Linked DNA regions of Mus musculus: regions 2 and 3 are each linked to region 1. A link is a contact called in public HiChIP or PLAC-seq data. All regions are on one chromosome and are shown on one strand. The core of a region is the stretch at or near the end of the contact, and the rest is flanking DNA. Distances in the headings are between cores, read along the strand shown.

Region 1 (2,700 bases), core at 138-2,637:
TGTTCAAACTCCATAGGTCACACATAAGGAAGACATGAATGTAGTGGGGTCTTACTGGGATGGGGGACTGAGAGGGCCAAAGGGAATAAAAAATATTGTGTGTGTGTGTGTGTGTGTGTGTGTGTGTGTGTGTGTGTATATATATATATGAATGAAACTGCCGAAGGATGAAAAGTTAATACAAGTGTTAAATGAGCCTAAATCCTAAGGTCTCATAAAATATTTGCAGGGAATGACAATTGGATTTAATAAAAAGCACGAGGAGGTGTAAGTCAAGCCAAGGGCTCAGGGAAAGTACACAGAATGGTTTTGTGGCTGAAGGTATTGATTGGGCTTCTATTAAAAGCTGACCAGACAAACAGAGCTTGGCTCTGCTCAGCAAGAGCCGCAGTGTCGGGCAGAAGCAATGCTCGACAGCTGCATGATATGATTATCTGGTCAGAGCAGTCGTCGTGTGCCTGGGACACAGACCTGTCGGGCAGCCTCTGCCCTGGGAGGTGAGGCTCCTCAGTGTGTTAGAGACTCCTTACCACAGGGCTATCTGAGGAACTCCCTGCCCCGACCTAGATAAAACCCACTGAGCCTGAGAACATACACGTACACACATATGTGTATGTATACACACACACACACACACACACACACACACACACACACACACTCTCCTTACTGACACTGAGCCCTTCCATTTGCAACAGACCATCCCCAAAGTGCAAAAGGGCAGGGTCCACCATCAAAAACCAAGGACAGTGGCTGGGCAGAAGAGACGTAGGTGAGGTTTGGGGTTCCTGGGCTCGGGGTCTGAGATGGAGCACAAAGAAGAGAGGAAGGTGGAAAGAGGAGGAAGCTGCCATGGGGTAGGTGAATCATGAAAACAGCCACGAGAACCAGCCAACTGGAGTTAAGAGCTGCCCAGATGGAACAAGGTAAATTATAACTTGGAGTTATTGATGAGGAAATAGATAGGGTAGATGTCTGCTCAGCTCTAGTGCTGATTAAGGCTTATTATAATAATAAAAGTTGTGTGAGGTTAACTATTTCCTACAACAGCAGCAGGAGTTACTACCATCAGCCTCTCACCCACAGAACACTAAGAGAGAGTTAACGGCCAGAGGTCAGTAGCCATGTGTGCCCTACCTGTCTTGACTGGGCCGCCATCAGGTATTCAAGTTAGCATTTCTAACTAAGTGCAGGAGCAGCCCTGCACTCCCCTGCTGGCTAATGGCAGCTAGTGCCTGCTAGTGACAGGACCACAGGATCCCTGGGACTGAAGACCAGTGGGGAAACATAGGAAGCAGTCTCAAAACCAGATGAATCAGCGTTCTCAACCTAACACTGCTGAGTCGGGGCTGGCTTTGTCCCAGGAGCAGATAGTGAACCTAGATGCCTGCAGCACTGTAGGCCCCTGCCATACGCAGCAGTAGCCCTTTCCACCCTCCCCAACCAGACAGAGTCCCAGGGCCTGCTGAGCTTTCCCTCCTGGTGAAGAGCCATTGACTGTGCTGTTCCTGTTGTTGGGACAGGGTCTCACTATGTAGTGGGGGCTATTTTCAAACTCAGGGTGATCCTCCTGCCTCTACCTCCTGAATCTGGGATTACCTGTGTACACTCCAGAGCACTGATCTAAACAGTCATCTCTAGTATGTCACGTCCCCTTCCTTTTCCCCTTTCCCACTCCCAGTGGATTTCTAAGGCAGGATTCACTGTGTACAACCAACATTGGCCTGGAGTTGCTCTGTAATCCTGGCTGGTTCTGCCTCAGCCCCGCTAGTGTTAGGATCACACGAGTGTGTCACCACACCTGGTCTCAAGTTCTGCTCTCTTACAGCCATCAAGGCACTCACCTCCCCTGCTCTGAGAAAGGAGTGTTTTCTTCTTCTAATCTTGATTTCTTGGCAAAGTGAAGTAGAGACAGCCAGGATGATGATACCATCGGGCACTGACCGAGAGGCCCGTTTGTTTGCGCTCACTGAGAAGCACAGATGGATTAGTCCCCACCTACATGGAAGCAGTGGGTTACCTCACCTCGCAGCTGGGCCTAGCCCAGCCCTTCGCAACATCTCCCAGCACGGATGCTGTGACCCTGGCATCCTCCTCTTCCTATCTGTGCGTGACAATTATTGGCTGGGGGATGCTGCTCTAATCCTAAGGGCTCAGGGATCTGGTTCTCAGAACAACAGAAACAGTACAAACCATCTGGTACAGCCAGCTCCCTCACTGTGCCTTTAACACACACTCAGGATTACAGGAACCTTGACCAGCATCTACCTTAGGAAGCTTGATTCCCGTGTGTGGGGACACTGGCTTAGCTTCCAGTGGCAGCTGAATCTATTCAGTGATTCATGCAGCTACCCAGCTCTTGGTTCAATGTCAAAAAAAAATCACAATGTTAGGGGAAAAATCATTAATATTAAACAATATTAACAACTGTTCAAACAAACTCTCACTTATCAACTAAAAGAGCAAACAAGAGCACTCCAACTTTTAACATGCTTCTAGTGTGAGTAACAGAGATTTAAAGGATGGCAAGAGACCTTTGGGGAACTAATCAATGTGTTAATCTGTCAGAGAATGTACACACAGACACAGACACAGACACAGACACAGACACAGACACACACACACACACACACACACACACACACACACACACACGGGAACACACTCGGACCTGTTATCAGAATGTGAATGTACCAGAAC
Region 2 (2,700 bases), core at 176-2,675, 140 kb after region 1:
TTTTTTAACAGAAGTTTCTCTTGGATCGTTTCACTGACATTACTCAGTTATTCATACAAATCAAAGCCAAAACAGTACTTCTTTTAGAGTCATGCCAGATCAAACCCCTAGAAAATGATGCTCCCTGCCAGCAGGAACTAGGTAGACAGAAACAGTCGCCCCTATCCTTTGCATATAAAGGATCTGGAACAAACACCGCACCCCCCCCCCGCGACCCCCCCTCCCAATCAAGACCCTGAAATTGAATTCAAACGTAGCGATTCAGAGATTGCAGAAATAAAAAGTAGCTGATATTGTTAGCATCAGGACCTCCCAAACCTATGACATCACATAGGCGACAGCGCGACCTGCAGCATATTCCCAGCATCCACTTGGCTCACCTCCCACCTTTACCTTCATTACGTCATTTTCCATATAAATAAGGAGAACGCCCCCTCTGTCACTCCCTCTTTTCTCTTTCCGCCGCCACCTCGTCCCTCTCTCTCAATAAAACCTCTTCCACGTGGAACTGTTTTGGCCTAGTATGCTGTTAAGACGCGACCTGACATTCTAACACATCAGATATCTATCCCAGTGGCAGTGGTTGCAAAAACGTACAACAGGCGCTGTAGTGTCAGAACCCAGCTTTCTCATTCTGTCCCTTTCTCCCTTCCACATCCTTAGCTACAAAAACTCCAGCTTAAAGCATGAAATGTGCCTTTTCCTGACCTCTGGTCTTTATGTGACAAAGTCCCGTGCTTGGATCGCGACATGCAGAGCTAGAACTAGAAAACCCACTTCTTTGAGTAAAGCTTGCTCCTCGCTGTTTGAGGACGTCTAAATTCTCTCTCTCTCTCTCTTTTTATTTCTTCCCATAATCCTAATTCGTACTTTTACTCTGACCCTAACAGTTCCAGTAACAGTCTTGGGACAAGACAGAAATGCCTTCATAGTGGATAAGAGGAAAGGCGGGGGACAGGCTGTCTGGGAGAATGGACCGCCTGGGTCCTGGCAGCTGGAGGGCAGGGCAAGGTGGGGATCAGGTAAGCCAGTCTGGTGGAGGGGGCAGGAAGTCGGAGGAAGAAAGGACACGGTGAGGAAAGACTTCCCGTTGGCTATTTGGAGCATGGGTCAGCAGCTATGCTCATCGCGTTATGGCGTAGCTGTGGAGGCCTGGGAGTTGCGCATGCGCGTGCCAGAGGCGTAGGCTCGCCGCACCGCAGCCGCTTTCTCCGTAGCTGGTGGAGCGGTCTGCGTCCGTACCCCGGCTTCGCCGCGGTTTCTAAGGTAAGCAGGAGCACTTCCGGTGGGCCTGGCGTTGCCTGGGCAACGGGAGCGGGGTTCCGTTGGCTTTTTTGAGTTCTGTGTAGCTCCAGACCCCAATTTCCTCTGCGCGTGTGGAACCTCTCCCGGAACGGAAGTCAGGACCAGAGCGACTACTGCGCAGGCGTGGTGTGCGGCCAGCGGGCCTGGGTTGGTTCGCTGGTGCGGGTGGCATGGATTGATTGATGTCCGGTCCGTCCAGGACTGCGAGCCAGGACGGCGCTGTGGCGTGTGGCCATCACTGAGGCCCCGGTGGCAAGCAGGGGGCAGGGCTGCGGTGGAACTGCGCGTCCTTGTGCACCACACGTGGGCTCCAGGACGGACCTGGTGCCTGGCTCCAGACTGACTCGTAAAGCAAGTCTTGCTGCCGAGGTAGATTAAACTACCTGGGCGGCTTGGTGGGCGGTCCTTTCCTGCCCTCCTTTATTTTTAGAGTAGATTTTAAAATCATTTCCACTGGTTTGGCACATGTTAGATGGATGTCACTTTAGTACGGTACAGGGTAGGATGGAAGTAGTAAAGGCTGTTAAGAATGCTGGACGTGGTGGCGCACGCCTTTAATCCCAGCACTTGGGAGGCAGAGGCAGGCAGATTTCTGAGTTCAAGGCCAGCCTGGTCTACAGAGTGAGTTCCAGGACAGCCAGGGCTACACAGAGAAACCCTGTCTCGAAAAACCAAAAAAAAAAAAAAAAAAAAAAAAGAATGCTTTCATATAATGTTCTCTAGGGCGTTTTGTTACAGAGTCCTGGCATTCTTTTTACCCAGAGGCAGGACCCAAAGGGGTTTATCTTATGTATAAAGGTAAGTTGCCTACAGGTATGTCTACGCACCACACGCTTGCAGTGTATAGAGAGGCTAGAAGAGGACATTGGATCCCCAGGCAGTGGAGTTACACATACGGGTGCTAGGAACTGAACCCTGATCTGCAGGAGCCCCTTGCGCTCTTAACCCCGGAGCTATCTCTCCAGCTGCCCACTCCCCGCCCCTATCTTTTAAACTAGAATTTTCTTCAACTTTAGTGTTACTCAGTATTTCTTGTATGGTTTTAAATGTTAGCATGTATCTTCCAAGGACGCTTGCCTGTGTTTCTGTTGTTAGTTTCTACAGTTGGTCTACACTCTTGTCTGTTCCTGGATCTTTCCTTTTTGGCCTCTGAGAGGCTAATGTGGAATGGAGTCATTTTATGTCTTCCGGTCTCTCTGCCTTGTGCTCTCTTTAGTCTACTGCGAATGCCCATTTTAATCATTCTGACCTTTAGAGCTAAAAATCCACTTTACACCGAGTGGGGCTTATTTATTTTTTCTAAGACTTTTGAACTGATGGGTGCTTCATAATGACCGGGTATTTTTTGTATTAGTTATTATTTTATGTGCATAGATGTTTTGCCTTCGTTTTCTT
Region 3 (2,700 bases), core at 99-2,598, 170 kb before region 1:
CCCCAAACATCCTATGTTCAAATTGTGACCAGAAGTAGAAATACTACCACAAGCCACTTACTTGATAACGACAAACTGGGTAGAGAACCAGGATATTGACCTTAAAATTGGGAACCTGAGTCATAACTGCTGGTCAGGTTCCACCGGCTGCTGATGGCATGTCCCACAGACTGATGGCATGTTCCACAGACTGATGGCATGTCCCACAGACTGATGGCATGTCCCACAGACTGATGGCATATCCCACAGATTGATGGCATGTCCCACAGACTGATGGCATGTCCCACAGACTGATGGCATGTCCCACAGACTGATGGCATGTCCCACAGACTGATGGCATGTCCCACAGACTGATGGCATGTCCCACAGACTGATGGCATGTCCCACAGACTGATGGCATGTCCCACAGACTGATGGCATGTCCCACAGACTGAGGGAGGGAAAGAAGTAACAGCCTAAGTTGGAGTCCCAGGATCCACAATGGTGGAAGGAGAGGACTCCTAAGTTATCCTCTGTTTCAGGAGTCACATGTCACCTGACGTCTCTGTACACCGTGTGCTGGTGTGTGCCTGTGTGTGTTTGTGAGGTCTGTTTCTAGCTGTACCACAGGGGAACAGGGGCTCAGGACATAGCTTGGCTGGTACAGTACATGATGTTCTGGGACCAAGCCTCAGCACCCCATCAACTGGGCATAATGGTCTACACCCACCACTCTGGAGGAGGAGGAGGCACAAGGGTCAGAAGGTCAAGGTTCAGAAGGTCAAAGTCATCCTCGGGCTATGAAAGGAGTTTGAGGAAAGCCTGGGATACCAGAGACCATGCCTCTGAAAATACCTAACTAAGAGTCTCCGAGTCCCCGGACTTTTTCTAATTATGAGAAAGGAAAGCAGAAGGGAGAGGAAGACGGAGACAGAGACAAAGGAAAAGATTGCAAGAATTTTTAAAAAGTCTATATGACTGGGCAGTTGTCCAAAGTAAAATATAGAACTTCATCTAGTAAATTATTTTAAAATACTACCAACAGGGTTTGCAGGTGATGGAAGGGGAAGACATTAGTAAACAGCCCGTTTCCTGCCCAAGAAAGGCCAGTGAAGGTTACCCCATAAATCACCGGCCCCGGGCTAATCACCTGCCTCTTCCTCAAACCTCCTCTTGCTCAGCCAGCCTCACACAGGCAGGTAGAAGCCCAGCACAGGACTGCCTTAACCCTATGTAAATGTTACCACCTTCCAGCGGCTGGCAAATGATTGACTGACTGGAGCTGTCCGTGTGCCAGGACAGCCTACCCGCTCCTGCCTGGGGCATCAGCTGCCTCCAGCTCTGGGGAGGTCTGGGGATTTTTAGTCATCTCAGGCATTTTTCCAGCATGAAACATTTGCATAGACTTCTCATCTAGCCTAGTTAAATAGAGAGGGTTTTGGTCCAGTGGCTCCAAATAGGAGTCTGAGGAAGTGGGCACTTGCCATGGGTGGGAGACCCATGACCTTGTCAGTCATGAGTTAGATGCAGAGGGGGCCTGGGAAATGAAGAGGGAGTGGGGATGGAGAAGCCTTGGGATGTCCTTGGAGGTCCTTGGTCTAGAGCCCACCTCCTGAAAGGTATTTACATATCACACAAATTTGGTTTTTTGCCTTGTTTGTTGTTTTGTTTGTTTCTGAAGCAAGGTCTTGCCCAGGTTTGTAGCCCAGGCTACCCTCAATCTAAATCCTCTTGCCTCTATGTTCCCAGGGACTAATTGGCCTCTGCCCCTCATCCCACCCAATGATATCACACACTTTTTATTTTTTACAAAACCAAAGGTGCCTAAACCAGATTGAGGCAGCAGTGAATCAGACTTTAGAGACAGCCGGGCAGGGGTGGCGCACGCCTTTGATCCCAGCACTTGGGAGGCAGAGGCAGGCAGATTTCCAGGACAGCCAGGGCTATACAGAGAAACCCTGCATATATATATATACAAACCCTGTATATATATATACAAAACAAAACTTTAGAGACGGACATTATCAAGCGTGGACAAGGAGGAGGGCTGGTGGGGGTGAATTAGCGTGATGGCTTGGGTCTGCGCTGAAGAGATTCTGTGCGCTACACACTCCTCGATGGACCTTGGAGGCTGGGGTAAGGATGCTTTCATCCCAGGAGCCTGTTAGCATTCTGTCTAAGCTCCGCCCCACAGTTACCTGGCAACAGCCAGGGAGGCCTGGCCCACTCTAAAAGGGGCCGCTTGCCCCCTCCTCCCTCTCTTGCCTCTTGCCCTCTTGCTCCCCCTCTCTCCCCATTCCCTTCCCTCCTTTCTCCACGTGGTCATGGCCGGTCTCGACTTCTCTACTCTCCCTCTCTCTGTTTTTCCCTGCCTCTACTACCCTCTTTAACTCCCCTCCCCGTGCCCTGAATAAACTATTCTATGCTATACCGCCGTGTGGCTGGTCCCTCAGGGGGAAGGAATGCCTTGGCATGGGCCCGCCTAGGCACCCCCCTTCCCGCAAACTTTACCACACCCTGATATAACATATCTTTCATTTCTTTATCACCTGTATGGCAGCCACTTAGGGTCAGGATGGGTGTGTTCAGCTCCGTGCACAGCTCCCCCAGTGCTGGTTCATTTTCTCAGTCAGTCCATGAACGCCGATGGTCTGGATACGTTTTTGTTCCCGTGGCAGCTGAGAGCATAGCTTTGTGCTGGGTAAAGACTGCCATCTCCGA

What was found. HiChIP or PLAC-seq counts read pairs in DNA pulled down with a chosen protein or histone mark.
Region 2: an HNF4G HiChIP or PLAC-seq map of pancreatic cancer cells shows a contact between it and region 1. The contact joins the promoter of Setd4 here to the enhancer-like site in region 1. A contact is called at or near these places in 4 of 484 Hi-C or Micro-C datasets (the G1E-ER4 cell line, embryonic stem cells and liver), 5 of 115 datasets of contacts at active chromatin or transcription factors (embryonic stem cells, forebrain, hepatocytes and 1 more) and 3 of 9 other capture datasets (adipose tissue, embryonic stem cells and pancreatic islet).
Region 3: a contact with region 1 is called in an HNF4G HiChIP or PLAC-seq map of pancreatic cancer cells. The contact joins two enhancer-like sites. A contact is called at or near these places in 1 of 15 datasets of contacts at CTCF or cohesin (large pre-B cells), 3 of 115 datasets of contacts at active chromatin or transcription factors (double positive thymocytes, microglia and pancreatic cancer cells) and 1 of 9 other capture datasets (liver).

The regions. Positions count from the first base shown.
Region 1 is chr16:93,742,783-93,745,482 of GRCm38.p6, reverse strand. The region is part of intron 4 of Dop1b (DOP1 leucine zipper like protein B); the gene reads right to left. Among named protein-coding and RNA genes, the nearest start is that of Dop1b, 32 kb to the right of the region's middle. Within about 2 kb of position 1,387, at least 45 of the 459 cell types and tissues checked have an H3K27ac peak or open chromatin away from gene starts, as enhancers often do. A contact at or near this core is called in the G1E-ER4 cell line, hepatocytes, liver and 2 more, where this site is marked.
Region 2 is chr16:93,602,540-93,605,239 of GRCm38.p6, reverse strand. It overlaps Setd4 (SET domain containing 4), which reads left to right and starts at 1,425. Exons shown (of 12, transcript NM_145482.3): 1 at 1,425-1,674; 2 at 2,029-2,103.
Region 3 is chr16:93,910,944-93,913,643 of GRCm38.p6, reverse strand. No RefSeq gene overlaps it. Among named protein-coding and RNA genes, the nearest start is that of Gm31012, 17 kb to the left of the region's middle. Within about 2 kb of position 1,348, at least 36 of the 459 cell types and tissues checked have an H3K27ac peak or open chromatin away from gene starts, as enhancers often do. A contact at or near this core is called in pancreatic cancer cells, where this site is marked.